Linked DNA regions of Mus musculus: all the other regions are linked to region 2. Evidence: chromatin contacts called from public HiChIP or PLAC-seq and promoter capture Hi-C data. All regions are on one chromosome and are shown on one strand. The core of a region is the stretch at or near the end of the contact, and the rest is flanking DNA. Distances in the headings are between cores, read along the strand shown. Region 1 overlaps Epb41 (erythrocyte membrane protein band 4.1). Region 2 overlaps Gmeb1 (glucocorticoid modulatory element binding protein 1). Region 3 overlaps Mecr (mitochondrial trans-2-enoyl-CoA reductase).

What was found. HiChIP or PLAC-seq counts read pairs in DNA pulled down with a chosen protein or histone mark. Capture Hi-C pulls out chosen DNA fragments and counts their contacts.
Region 1: a contact with region 2 is called in an H3K27ac HiChIP or PLAC-seq map of microglia, with 4 times the contacts expected there. The contact joins two enhancer-like sites. A contact is called at or near these places in 9 of 39 promoter capture datasets (the 3T3-L1 cell line, cranial neural crest, embryonic stem cells and 6 more), 1 of 115 datasets of contacts at active chromatin or transcription factors (microglia) and 1 of 9 other capture datasets (adipose tissue).
Region 3: a promoter capture Hi-C map of adipose tissue shows a contact between it and region 2. The contact joins two enhancer-like sites. A contact is called at or near these places in 3 of 9 other capture datasets (adipose tissue, liver and pancreatic islet).

The regions. Positions count from the first base shown.
Region 1 is chr4:131,973,207-131,977,504 of GRCm38.p6, forward strand. Epb41 (erythrocyte membrane protein band 4.1) reads right to left here. Exons shown (of 21, transcript NM_183428.3): 10 at 2,332-2,429; 11 at 1,478-1,650. Among named protein-coding and RNA genes, the nearest start is that of Tmem200b, 54 kb to the left of the region's middle. Within about 2 kb of position 2,070, at least 3 of the 459 cell types and tissues checked have an H3K27ac peak or open chromatin away from gene starts, as enhancers often do. A contact at or near this core is called in microglia, where this site is marked.
Region 2 is chr4:132,244,978-132,249,905 of GRCm38.p6, forward strand. Gmeb1 (glucocorticoid modulatory element binding protein 1) reads right to left here. Exons shown (of 10, transcript NM_020273.2): 3 at 1,009-1,091. It also overlaps the pseudogene Gm13252. Among named protein-coding and RNA genes, the nearest start is that of Gm28874, 7.6 kb to the right of the region's middle. Within about 2 kb of position 2,679, at least 73 of the 459 cell types and tissues checked have an H3K27ac peak or open chromatin away from gene starts, as enhancers often do. A contact at or near this core is called in adipose tissue and microglia, where this site is marked.
Region 3 is chr4:131,859,733-131,864,199 of GRCm38.p6, forward strand. It overlaps Mecr (mitochondrial trans-2-enoyl-CoA reductase), which reads left to right. Exons shown (of 10, transcript NM_025297.2): 5 at 1,029-1,131; 6 at 2,044-2,146; 7 at 3,186-3,259. Among named protein-coding and RNA genes, the nearest start is that of Srsf4, 12 kb to the right of the region's middle. Within about 2 kb of position 1,744, at least 111 of the 459 cell types and tissues checked have an H3K27ac peak or open chromatin away from gene starts, as enhancers often do. A contact at or near this core is called in adipose tissue, where this site is marked.

The sequences.
Region 1 (4,298 bases), core at 820-3,319, 270 kb before region 2:
TGCACTGTCACTATCTTCAGACAAAGGCATCAGATCCCATTACAGATGGTTGTGACCCACCATGTGGTTGCTGGGTATTGAACTCAGGACCCTTGGAAGAGCAGTCAATGTTCTTAACCACTGAGCCATCTCTCCAGCCCCTTGATTTTCTTTTCCTTGCCATTTCCAATACTTAATTTATTGGCAATGTTGTCAGCTCTACTTCCAAAACGAATCTCTAACTGCTTTTCTCTGCCCACCATAAACTGGTGTTGTCTGGCATTGACTCCCTGTGTCAGCCTCGGGCCTGTTTCTGGTTTAATCCTCAGGCAGGTGGAGTCTTTGCTGCTCGGTATGCAGAGGTGACAGCAGGCTGTGTCACTCTTTCCAATAGTTTCCCTCTGTAATGAAGAGAAAATCTAAGCTCATTACTGTGGGCCTTCGAGGCCCTTCTAAGTCGGGCCCCTGCCTGCTGCTCTGACCACACTTTATGCTCCTCTCCCCTAGGCTAACTAAAATCCATCCCTGTGCTGCTCAGTCAGCGGTCACATGGTTGTTTGTTTGTAGTGAAATGCTCAGATCCTCTGTGGAACAAGGCAGCGCTCACGCCTCCACTCTTTCATCTAGAGTGGTTCACCTAGACTTTGAGATGGCCAGTAACTTCTCAATGTTCAGGTGTAACTAAATGACATCGTTCTGAGGAGCCTTCTGACTGTAACTGGATTACCTGATCTGAAGCACTCCACCATCTTGCAGCCTGAGACACTTGTCACCTCATTTTCCCATTCTATTTTCTTCAGAGCACTCACAACTACCTGAAGTTATTTTTATTTGCTTCTGTTTATACCTATGGACTGAAAACTCCATGAAGATCATATCTGATGCCCACAGCAATGTCTCCAGGGAACAGTAGGCACATAAGGCATGCAAAACAAGTGACTGAACAAAATAAAAAAAACGAGTTAAATACTTGTAGAATCTGTTGGTATTCAGCCATTACTGTCTGCAGTGAACTTCACTTCTTATTCTTAAGATGGTTTTCTTAGCTCTGTTATTGGGTTTTGTTTGTGTGCTTGGAGTCAGGGTCTCACTGTGGCTCTGGCTGGCCTGAGACCTCTGTGTAGGATAGGTTAGCACTGATATCCACCTCCTCTGCCTCCCAAGAGCTGGGAGCGCTAGGATTAAGGGTCTGCACCACCGCACACAGCCTTAAGTTCTTAAGTCTGGATTAGTCAGCAGCACCCCTTTCACTTGGCCACTGAGGTTCTCCGTAAACTGGAGATAGTAGAATTATTATAAATAGTCATACTGCCAAGTTGGGCATGGTGCCATGCTTGTAACCCCAGCACTCAGGAGGTCAGCACAGGAAGCTAAAGAGCTTGAGGCCAGTCGCAGATATAGTAAGTTCTTATTTCAAAGCAACAACAGTAAAAACCCCTTATGCTTCCTTTATCTCTCTCTAAAGATCACGGTAGCATCAATAACATCTAATACAAACCTCCATCGAGGCTCCTGGACGCCCGCTTGCTTGCTGTCCGCTCAAAGTGTGGAGCAGGCCTGTCAATCAGGGCACTGGCTTGCCTGGTCTGAGCTTGAGTCCGGCCACTGTATCGGAATTTGGATCCCAGGGCAAGAAACTTGCTTTTGGGGATGGTGTCTGTAGAGGTGAGTCTGGGAGAGAAAAATGATAATAATGCTCCTATTTTATTATTTTATTTGGATTACTTTATTATTGTGACTATAAAACTAAAAATCAAACCAAGAATAAAGATGTTTTTGAACTCTTGTGGCAATTTCTAGTCAAGCAATCCCTATTGTAGTCTGGGTCATATCTCAAGCAACCAGAAGTCATTTAGTTGGGAGCTATAATATTAAAAACATTAAGTTTCTACAGGTAAGGTCTCACAGTTTACAAAACGCCTGATAGCACTGCAGGATTCACACAACATCCTTGAAATGTATCTGATTTTACAGATACAGGAAATTGACACATCCCATGAAGAAGTTACTTGCTTAAAGCTATACAGTTATTAGGAGGCGGGTCTGTAGCAACCTATGTCCAGGACAGTTCAGCTGCTGTGAAAGCAACCAGAGCCCCAGGCAAACACTGGGTCTCACTCTTTACTTCCGCTGTTCTTTTTACAGTGCATGGAAAGGCACCGTGGGAATGCTGAGCCATGCTTTCCAGCCAAAAGAGGAAGAACCGGGTTCGCATTGTCTTGATTAAGTTGCTCTTGCCTGAGCTAAATAAAATGCCAGCTCCACAGAGATGATAATTTCAATAACAGATTCAAAATAGAAGCAGGCACAAATAACATATCCTTGGGAAAGAAATACTTGAGCAGAAAATACCTGAAGAACGTGTGATGCTCCACACAGACCTTCCATAGTTTCTTGGCCGCTCGATAACTGGGGAGCTTGAAGCCGATGGTACTTTCATAATGTTCTTGCTATAGAGGGGCAAATAAACATAAAATATAAATACTATTCAATCAGAGTGACACAGAGCCTGAGAAACAGGATACCATCGAAGAGATACCACACAAACAATGTCTGGGGGTTGGCGAGATGGCTCAGTGGTTCCAGAGGACTGAGGTTCAATTCCTAGAACCCACATGGTGGCTCACAACCATCTATTACCACCGCACCACCATCTGCTCCCAAGGGACCCAACACCTTCTTCTGACCTCCATGGGTACCAGGCATGCATGTGATGCAGACACACATGCAGGCAAAACATACACACACACAATATTTTTTAAATTAAAAAAAACATATTAATATTTTTTCTTATTAAAAGAAATTTGCTCAGCAATGGAGGTTTTGTCCAAAGTAATAAGGTCAGGAAGAAGGTCTTCTATTACTTATACATCCTAATTTTTAGAACACACACAGTATGCAGGTACTGCCCTGAGACACACTTTAGTCAACCTTTGACTGTCTAAAGCTGCTTTTTGTTAGTCACAGACCTGCATTTGTAATTATAGATTACTCAGTAATCAGGGAATGAGACATCCCATAATTGCTCCAGCCTACCACTATTATTACACAATAGAAATTAGTATTGGGAACTAAACATTTGTCTCAAACCAGATGACTGTTTTTTGTTTTTTTTTTTTTTTAAAGCAGGGTCTCCCTACGTTGCCCTGGCTTGTCTGGCTATGTAAAGCACAGAGCTCTGGAATTAAGGTGTGTGCCTCCTTCTCCAGCCCAGATTCTTTTAATTTTTAAAACTGACACACACTGACTTGTTGAGAATGACTGGTGTGTGCATATGTTGCAGAATACCAAACGAGGCTACCTGGTCTCTGGACTAACTCATGAGTCTTTTAAGAATACTTAAAAGTCATCCTGTTGGCCATATGGGAAGAGTCAGTGCTGAAGACGAAAGCCCGGCCTTACACTTGCTAGTGTACCTCTCAGCAACCCTCCTGTAACCCGCAGTCACCACGGTGGACAGCGAGTCTCTGCGACTTACTTCCTCCTCCTGCCAGGCCTACTAGAAATCCATCTATTTCTATGCCTTCGGTCTGCCTCTGTTTCCACCTCAAGCACACTTTGTAAGACGGAAAAGGAAACAGGTTTGTTTGCATGCTCTTATTTCTAGCAATGGTCCTTCTATATCTAAGTATAATTTTACACATGGAGACACTGAGGTCAGAGAAATTATCTGCTCAGTCAGCTATGAGATGGCACAGCCCTCTGAAATAGTCATGGCACCTCACTTTTCAGAATCCTGCTGGTCTCAGCTGATTTGAGGAAGAACTGTGTATTTTCACATATATTGGATAGCTAAGACTTCAAGCCGAAGACTTCTCATAGCATTTATTATATTTCTTTCTGTGTATGTACTTATTTCTGCCTTCCTATATTAAAATGCAAGCTGGCTGAAGAATAGCATTCTTTTACTTACTTTTATATTTCTAGACCCTAGAATAGTCACTGACACAAAGAACCTGTTTAATAAACATTTTGTGGCGTGCATGCCTTTCAATGTCAACACTAGAGTCAGGGCAAGCAGATCTTTTTGACTTCCAGGCCACACTGAGGGGCTGCATACAGAGACCCTGTCTCAAAAGCTTCTTTCTTGTTAAGAGTCGTGGATTTGAAACTCGGAGGGAAGATACTGATAGGTGCTTGCACAAACAAATGAGTATGGAATGAAACAGTGCTTCAAGGCACAGCCAGTACTTCCAGGCTGAGGCAGTACCACTGTTGACCAGCAGATGGTGATACACACACACGACGCCACCTCAGGTCAGCCTGGGCTTCTCTGGGACAGAAAAGTTACTATCTCTCATGAATATAAGGACACTCAG
Region 2 (4,928 bases), core at 1,429-3,928:
TTAGGTCTGCCTTTCTCCCTTCTTCTTAATTCCAGTGAAGATCATTTTTGTTCCAGGGATGTACTTTTTGGGATTCTCCAAATACTCCATCAGGGAGGGTGTCCTCTCCCCAGGTGATGCCTTTGTTCTTGTTGGCATCTGTGTAAGAGAATCCAACAGCCTTGCCTGGCTTCCACCCAAGCAGACCATGCAGATTTGGTCCAGTCTTACGCTTGCCTCCCTTTTCCACAGTGTGGCACTGGGCACACTTCTGAACAAAAATCTTCTTGCCTTTTTCAACATCACTCATTTTTAAATTCGATCCGGGCTGGTCAACACCACGAACATTCGGACTCAAAGACAGATGTCCTGCACTCTTGCAGGATTCTTTTTAGACCAAAAAACCCAAACTTTTTGGCTACTATAATATATTGATATTAAGTGATCAAGTTACAGGTCTGCCATCTTTTTGTATGTTTGTTTTTTGGTTTGGTTTTGTATCACTGAGACAAGGTTTCTCAATGAAACCCTGGCTGTCCTGGAACTTGCTCTGTAAACCAGGCTGGCCTCAAACTCCCCAGTGCTAGGATAAAGGGCATGTGCACCCACAACCCAGCTTAGTTGTTTTTTTTAGACAAGAGTTTTTCTATGTAGTCCAAGAGCCTGAAACTCAGAGATGTGCCTGTGTTTGCCTCCTGTGTGCTGGGATTAAAGGTATGCTCCATCATGCCTGCCAAGTCTGCCATCTTAAGTGGCATTATCAGTTGGTACACTGGGTTGGTTGGGACAGAAAATAGGGCACAAAAGACCAGCAAACTCAGGCTGGGGGCCCAGCTCAGCAGTGAACATCCTGCTGGGGGCCCAGCTCAGCAGTGAACATCCTGCTGGGGGCCCAGCTCAGCAGTGAACATCCTGCTGGCTTGGACAGGGTTCTGGGTTTTATCTCCAGAGATTTCACAGCAAAAACATGCACAAACTCACCAACAAGCTGAAGTCAAAGGTACTGGGTAGAATGGCAGAAAGACTTACCAATTCCTTCCTCGATTTTGTGTATTGAGTGGGTCTCTACGGCTACAACTGCTGCGCTATTCTCCGACCCAGCTTCATAAATCCTGTAGTGAAAGTGTCCATCAATAAAAAACTATATAAGTCATGAAAAATTAATATTCATAGTAAGGGGTGAAGACATGTGTTTTAATCAGAAAGGAGTAAAATAAGGGTATTTTCGGCATGACTTTGACAGGTTTCCCATTGTAAACTTCAAGAGGCCCAGACCACTTAGCAGTTACTGCCAGAAGATGAAACAGCTCACCTCACCCCAAGTCAATGAACCCTTCTTACATTGATTCCCTTTGCTACTATGTTCCATGGACCCTCTCCTTCATAACTTTACAGATCTGTGTTACTTATGGGTATAAAACCAGATGATTGCTTATATACATCTACACATGTGTGTATGTGTGTGCACATGCACGCATGTACCTATGGAGAACAGAGGGGATGTCAGATACCGTGGAGCTGGAGTTACAAGTGGTTGTGAGCTGCCTGCCTGATGTGGGTGTTGGGAGCCAAACTTGGGTCCTCTGAAGAGCGACGTGTTCTCTCTACCTGCTGAGCCGTCTCTTCAGCCCTTCCTCAATAACTGGAGGGCAGGTTCTCACCTTCCTTTCGCTGCAGCCTCTGACACAGCTACTAATGCTGTGGGGACCCCAACCATAACATTATTTCCTTGCTGCTTCGTAACTCTAACTTTGCCCCAGGCATGAATCCTAATGTAAATTTCTGTATTTTCTGATGGTCTGAGGCAACCTCTGTGAAAGGGTTGTTCAACCTTCAAAGGGGTCTTGACCGCAGGCTGAGAGCTACTGCTGCAAATGCTCAACACACAGTAAATACTGCTTCAAGTATAGGACAGACCTGTTCATAAAATTCACCTGACTAAAACAGAGCCAGCACACAGCATGAGACAGAAAGTGGCCTGATGACCCAGAAATGGATGGCTCTTGCTGAAATCTGCACATTATAGAGTTGGGGTTTATTTTTTTTTTATAGCCTTTTAGTCTTTCAGAAGCAAATTATTGGCATAAACCAAGTATATAGTAACATGAATCTGCCCCGTGTACCCAGCAATCACCAGAGGTACCACTAAATGGGAGGTTATGCAATCTTCTGACCGTACCACAATGAACACAACCTCTCTCATGTGCTCTTTGAAGCTAATCAGGGTTGTGCCTATGTGGACTTTGATGGAGTCGGTTAGGTAAAGCAGATCTTCCCAAATGTCTCTACATTCAGATGACCTAACATGTCACACGAGTGTCCTTTGTTTCCTCTCTCATCAGTCTTGCGCACTAACCTGAACACACTGGTATCTGAAAGTACCACCGGTACACTGGTCTCTGCAGATGCTGACCCACCACCTGGTGGCACCTCTACTGTGCAGACCTCCCCATTGAATTAATTATGTTTGCAATAATCACCATGCTATTTTTATTCCTGAGCTGAGTATAATGTCACATGTCTGCCATCCCAGCACTTGAGAGGAAGAGGCAGGAAGGGCCAGGAGTTCTAGGTCAACCTGGAATGCAGGATGCTGTTCCAATAAACAAACCCAAACAATACAGAAGCCATTGTCTTACCCCATGCTCTGTCCCTGTCAGGGCTGTCACCCTGCACACTGCATGGGGACTGGGCACTACACTAGACCTCTTCCTCTTTTTCCTGCCTTTGAGTGAAGTGGTGATTGCGTCTATTTCCTTCCCTTTCTTTTGTACAGTGGACGTTAAAATAGACCCTTAGACATGGTAGACAGGCACTCTGTCACTAAACTGCATACCCAGCTCTTCTGCTAGTTTTCCGCTTTGTGCCCTCAGTTCCAACAGCTGTCAAATCTTGCCAGACAGACTCTTTAACTCCAGCCTCGTCCCTGACTCTAACACCACTGCTGCTACTTTGACTCGGGCCTCATTATGTCCAGCCTTGGAAGAGCTTGCCTAGACTCTCATTAATCCTGTATACTCCTACCAGAAAATCATGTGGTTCTCCTCCTTAAAACATTTAAAAATTGGGTTTCTTTGTATTTACAGTTCTAAGGACTAAACCCAGAACCTCTCACGTGCGTCCAGGGTTTTACCCCTCAGCTAAATTGCTATTTATTTTTTTCATCTCTTACTATTTTTTGTTTTTGGTTTATTTTTCGAGACAGGGTTTCTCTGTGTATCTCTGGCTGTCCTGGAACTCACTTTGTAAACCAGGCTGGCCTCGAACTCAGAAATCCGCCTGCCTCTGCCTCCCGAGTGCTGGGATTAAAGGCGTTCACCACCACTGCCCGAATCATCTCTCACTTTTATTTTGAGACATGGTAGTAATGAGTTGCCTAGGCTGGCCTCAAATTCAAGTGATCCTTCTGCCTCAGACTCTACAGTGCTGAAATTACAGGAAGTTCCCTCATCCCCAGCCTCCATTGTTGAGTTTATTTTTTATTTTTGCATTGCTAGGGATAATAGTCATGACTCCTGGAAGTGGCAGCATATGACTTTAATCCCAGGACTGGGGAGGCAGAGACAGGTAGATCTATTTGAGTTCAGGGGCAGCCTGGTCTACAGAGGAGCGCCAGCATGGCTATACAAAGGAACCTTGTCTTAAAAACACACACATACGCGCACGCACGCACGCACGCACACACGAACATCCCAAACCAAAAAAAAACCACCACCACCAAATCCACCTGAGGACCTCACACTTAGAGGCAGCTAGGCAAGCAGTGAACTGACTGAGCTCAGCTCTCCACCTGTCTCAGCAGTTTGCCCATCACTTGGAACTGCCAAAGGGTGGCCCAGCCCCAGGCTGGTGACGATTACTGATGTTGAGAGAGGGTAAGGAGACTCAGAGGAGGAGGAATCAGTCCTTCTCCAGACAGGTATTTACTGGGCTCAGGAGACCAGCAATGCTGCCACGGGCACGATGGGGGAGCTCACTCAGGTAATGGACATCAGCCAGCCTCCACCCTGTGCTCTAAATCACTAGTCTTCGGATAAAATCTGTCATGTTCTTCCTAGTGAGTGTCTTCCTAGTGTGTTACTGACTGTAAAACATATCATTCTGCGCTGATAATTACTTGAACCAAAATGTCAGTCTTCAGCCGGGCGTGGTGGAGGCGCACACCTTTAATCCCAGCACCCGGGAGACAGAGGCAGGTGGATTTCTGAGTTCGAGGCCAGCCTGGTCTACAAAGTGAGTTCCAGGACAGCCAGGGCTACACAGAGAAACCGTGCCTCAAAAAACAAAAAACAAAACAAAACAAAACAAACAAACAAAAAGTCAGTCTTCTCCCTGAGTGATAGTAATTTGTTCCTATAATCCCAGCAGAGGCAGGCTGTAAGTTCAAAGCCAGCCTGGTCTACACACAATGAGAGCTGCAGGACACCCAGGGCTATTACACAAAGTCTGCCTCAAAAAAGTCAGTTATGTCAAGCAGTGTTTCAGGACAGGCAAACTCAGGAGCACACCTGCCCAGGACTCAGTAAGATATTAGCTTCCTTACTTCAGGTGGACTTGTAACAGTCACACGTGACCGTGTTCTCAGCTACCCATAGATTTCAGGTATGGCCTAAGTATATGATGAAGACTCTAAGCTAAGGATCTGGTTATTTTCTATAAAAATCAGTTATTGATTCTGTGCAATGAAAAAGGAGAAGCAAGCCAGGCAGTGCTGGTGTTTAGTGGCAGCACTCAGGAGGCTGAGGCCAGCCTGCTGTACAGAGTGAGCTCCAGGGCAGCTGAGTTCTGAGGTTAAGCCTGCACCAGCCGGTTTTATGTTCCATGTGTTGCCAAAGTGTTTGGATTCTGAATATAATTTTTAATGGTAGTTATAAAACTGTATGAACAAATCAAATTTTAAAATGCTAATTAAGGGCTGGTGAGATGGCTCAGTGGTTAAGAGCGCCAAC
Region 3 (4,467 bases), core at 494-2,993, 390 kb before region 2:
CCTGGCTGTCCTGGAACTCACTCTGTAGACCAAGCTGGCCTCAAACTCAGAAATCTGCCTGCCTCTGCCTCCCAAGTGCTGGGGTAAAAGGTATGTACCACCACTGTCCGGCAGGCCTCCTGTTTTTTAAAATTGAAGTTTTAAGAGGACATGATGTAGCTGTTTAGTTACAGTCATTGGTAAAGCAGGATGCACACCCAGCTCCACTGTGTGCCAGAGCCCACACTTCCCTAGGGCACCACATTGCTCTCCCATTGTAGGGGTGAGGATATAGCTCAGTGACAGAGTACTTGCCTGGCATGCTCAAGTCCCTAGGTTCTATCCCCAGCACCACAAAGCAAAAGCAAACATTCTGTAGGGCCCAGGAGCTTCCCATTTCTCTCATATGGCTCTCATCCATTTCAAATGCACCGTCATTAAATAATACACAAGGGAGTAAGGGATGGTCCTCCCTCAGGACTGAAGGTATTGATAAATATGAACACAGCTTAGTGTAGAACATGGTTACAGCCTGAGCATTGATGAGATACCAGAGTCCTCTGGGAACAAACAAGAAGGAACCTTGGAGAGCTTCATGAAGGAAGCCACACTTGAGCTGAACTTAAAAAGGAAGAGAACCAGAAAACCATTTCAAACCAGAGACTCGGCCTCAGCATGGGTCAGTGAGATGACTCAGCGTGCAAAGGTGCTTGCCACTGAGACTTGACAACTTGAATTCAATCCCTGAGCCTATATAGTAGAAAGAAATAATGTGCTCCTGGATGGATGGATGGATAGATGGATGGATGGATGGATGGACAGAGGACATAAAAATTGGGAAGATGAAGGTCAGTTACAAAGCAGTATCTGAAACATGGACAGAGTGTCCAAATCCCGTGACGCATTATAGGTGTGGAAAGTGTGTTGATAACTGAGTGATAGTTCACCGTATAAGGAAATGCCGTTGCTAGGTCCTGCATCCACACTAGGATCCCAGGCTGGGAGCCCTCAACCCAAGTTTGCAGGGCTTGACCTAGTGTCTTCCACAGGGGACTCTGTCATCCAGAATGCATCCAACAGTGGAGTGGGCCAAGCAGTCATTCAGATCGCCTCAGCCCTTCGCCTAAAGACCATCAACGTTGTCCGAGACAGGTACTGGGAGGCCTAATCCTCATGTCCCTGCGCACTCCTACATCTCCACCAGATGGCGCACATGTGTAAGCATGAGTGGCTGGCTGCTGACTTGCAAGCATTCCGCAGGGCAAAAGAAGTCCCTGTGAAAGTCTGACACAGAGATGACAAAAAGAGGCAGTGATGGTCCTTACTGAACAGTCAGGAGTGTTGGAGACTTGTCTTAGGGTCCCTGGTTTGTACTGTTGTATGAACTCTAGCCCTGTCGGTTGCATGTGTACACCAAGCACAGCTGTGAAGGAGGTGGGGCAGGCTTGTGGTCTCTCTTTTACAGATGAGGAAGCTCAAGTTTCCAAGAGAGGAAGCAGCTTGCTCAGGAAGACACGGCAAGTCAGTAACAGACTTACCTTCTTTCCATTGTCCCCTCCAGTCCCTTTAAACCTCAGTGTGCTCCCGTGTGGCAGTCACTTGAGACCTTTCTTACGAGGGTTGTACTTACTCCTGCCCCTGCCTCTGCAGTGGTGATGAAAAAGTGATTCTGCGTGCCTGGACCAGAGAGTCCAGGACCGCTCTGCCCCAGAGTGTGTTTGCATGATACCCTCAAGTGCCCTGGAGAGCAAGAGGAAAGAAAGTGGTGTCTGAGTAGAAGGAGGAAGTAGGATGGCTCTTCCCCGGGCACAGATGGCTCTAGGGTGTGTGCACTCATAGGTTGTCAGACTATCTCCCAGCCTGGCTCTGTCCGGGGAGGAAAGGAGGCAAGAGCTGGTAGAGCATGACTGAATTATGTGGACAGCTCCTGCTTGAGGTCTGGCTTAATCTCTCTCTATCCCTGTTCTCAAAACAGGAATGTGTTCTCAGGGCTGTGGCAAAGGGGTTCTGGGAGCTTGAGGGAGGCTAGTTAGCCAGTGTGACCTGATTGTGTTTGGTTTCCAGACCCGACATCAAGAAGCTAACTGACAGACTGAAGGATCTAGGAGCTGATTATGTCCTCACAGAGGAAGAGCTAAGGATGCCCGAGACAAAAACCATCTTCAAGGTACCTAGCCTGGGTCTGGAGAGGTGCATAAGCGGTTAAGAGTACTTACTGCTCTTGCAGTCCCAGCATCCATATGGTGGCTCACAACCATCTGCAACTGCTGTTCCAAAGGATCTCCACAGGTCCCAGGCACACACGGTACAGAGACAGACATGCAGGCAAAGCAATCACATTCACGTGCACAAAGTAAAATAAAAGCTGAGGCACCCCGCTAAGAACACTTCCCCCTTAATCCCATGCCATCTCCTGGTAATTACAAAATATGCCTTCCCTGCTCTGCTCTGCAAACCGCTTCTCTTCTGGAAAGGACAAAGCCCATCCAACCTTAGCCTGGGGATAGCATGCTGTAAGTGTGCAGACATGGAAGGAGGCAGAAGTAGACAGACTTTAGGAAAGCCGAGGTTTTAAACATTTGTGGTGTGGTCCATCAACCCACATGGCAGGTGTGAGTCCGAGCTGGATGAGGGTCTGAGGAAACTATGGCATGGAGAGAGGAAGAGAAGCTCCTAAGCCTCTGCCTCACATTTACTTGACATCCCTCAGAAAAACTCTACAAAGTAGCTGACATAGATGCTGCATAGATGAGACACCAGCCTTAGAACCACATCATCACAAAGTGGTGAGGCTGGCCCCATCACTCTGAACTCGAAGCCGGTACCTCTTTAGAGCATCCACCCCAGCAGACCCAATCTGAGGCCTTTTGCACTACAGCATATGGAAGAACCACATACCCAGTGTTGAGCACATTTGCCCTAGACAGCATTGCTGAAGTGGAGGAAAGCCTATCGTGTGTAAACTTCTCTGTACCTTGACACTGAACAGAGATGCTGCTTGTCTGTGCTTCCCAAAGTCCTGGGATGGACGAGAGGATGAAGCTGCTAAAGCCCTTCTCAGACATAACAAAAACAAGCCCAAAAAGTCATGCACACTCCATTTCCTTCTCTTCTGACTCAGCACTTGGCCTTACCATGCTGCTCGTAGCAGCTTCTAACCCCATGAGCACCCAGTAGCCCCCTCACCGTAGCCTCCTTACTTTCAGGACCTGCCGCTGCCCCGATTGGCTCTCAACTGTGTTGGTGGGAAGAGTTCTACAGAGCTGCTCCGGCACCTAGCGTAAGTCCCTCAACCTGCAGGTCTCCATCAGGAGGGCTGTCTAGTTACAAGTGTGAGTATAAGCCAGGGTAGAAGGATACTGACAGTGGCGCACAAGGACATCTTGCTCTCTGGCCTGTGCTCTAAAGCCTCGTCTCTGTGATAAGCCTAGCCAGCCTTTTCTCCCCATAGAAACCCAGGAGTCATCACTTACTGCTTCTTAAGATATTTCTCACAAGATATTTTGAAACATATAAAAGTGCTGAGGTGGGGCTGGAGAGATGGCTCAGTGGTTAAGAGCACTGGTTGCTCTTCCAGAGGTCCTGAGTTCAATTCCCAGCAACCAAATGGTGGCTCACAACCATCTGTAACTGAATCTGATGCCCTCTTCTGGAGTGTCTGAAGACAGCTGCAGTGTACTCATATACATACATACATACATACATACATACATACATACATCGATCTTTTAAAAAAAAAAAAAAAAAAAAGAGCCGTGCTGAGGGACCAGAGACAGGCATTCTCTTGGTCCCCACCACTGCAGAGAAGCTCCACTCGCTGTGTGCTGTTCTCCAACCGGAGGACACCTAAGAAATACTTCTCAGCAAAGTGGGGCCCCTGCACAGTGACTTGCCCAACACCACAAGCTACAAGCTGAAGAGATGCCTAAGCTGCTGAGGTAGAGCTTAGACTGGGACAGCTACACAGCTATGTTGAGAGTCAGCCTCTGCAGTGGCTGTCGTGCCATCTACAGCCATAGGCAGAGCTTACTATTCCAAATTCCTATTTTGCTTTTCCCTTTGGTTCTGGGGATTGAACCCAGGGCCTTGGGCATGCTAAAGCACATGTTCCATCACTGAGCTATGCCCCCCCCCCCCCCATCTTCGCTTTAAAAAATGAAGCCCAGAGAACGTGATCACTTCATTTAGGTATAGTTGACCAGACAGCAACGGTTAACCACGAGTTCTCATAACTACAGAACACCCCTGTTCAGGCAGCGAGCAGCCTGTGAGACTGACTGCATCCTCCATGCAATTGTCAAAGGAAGAAGTAATCACAATGTGGGCACTGACATTAGAAAGACTGGGTTCAAACCCCAGCTCTGCTACTTCTAGCTGTAGACCTGTGAAGTGTTAGGCAAAACATGAAGATCCAAGCCTTAGTCTCCTCAGCTCTGAAATGGGCATAAGGAATATGGTTCTGCCTCTGCTGGGTAGTATAAGGGACAG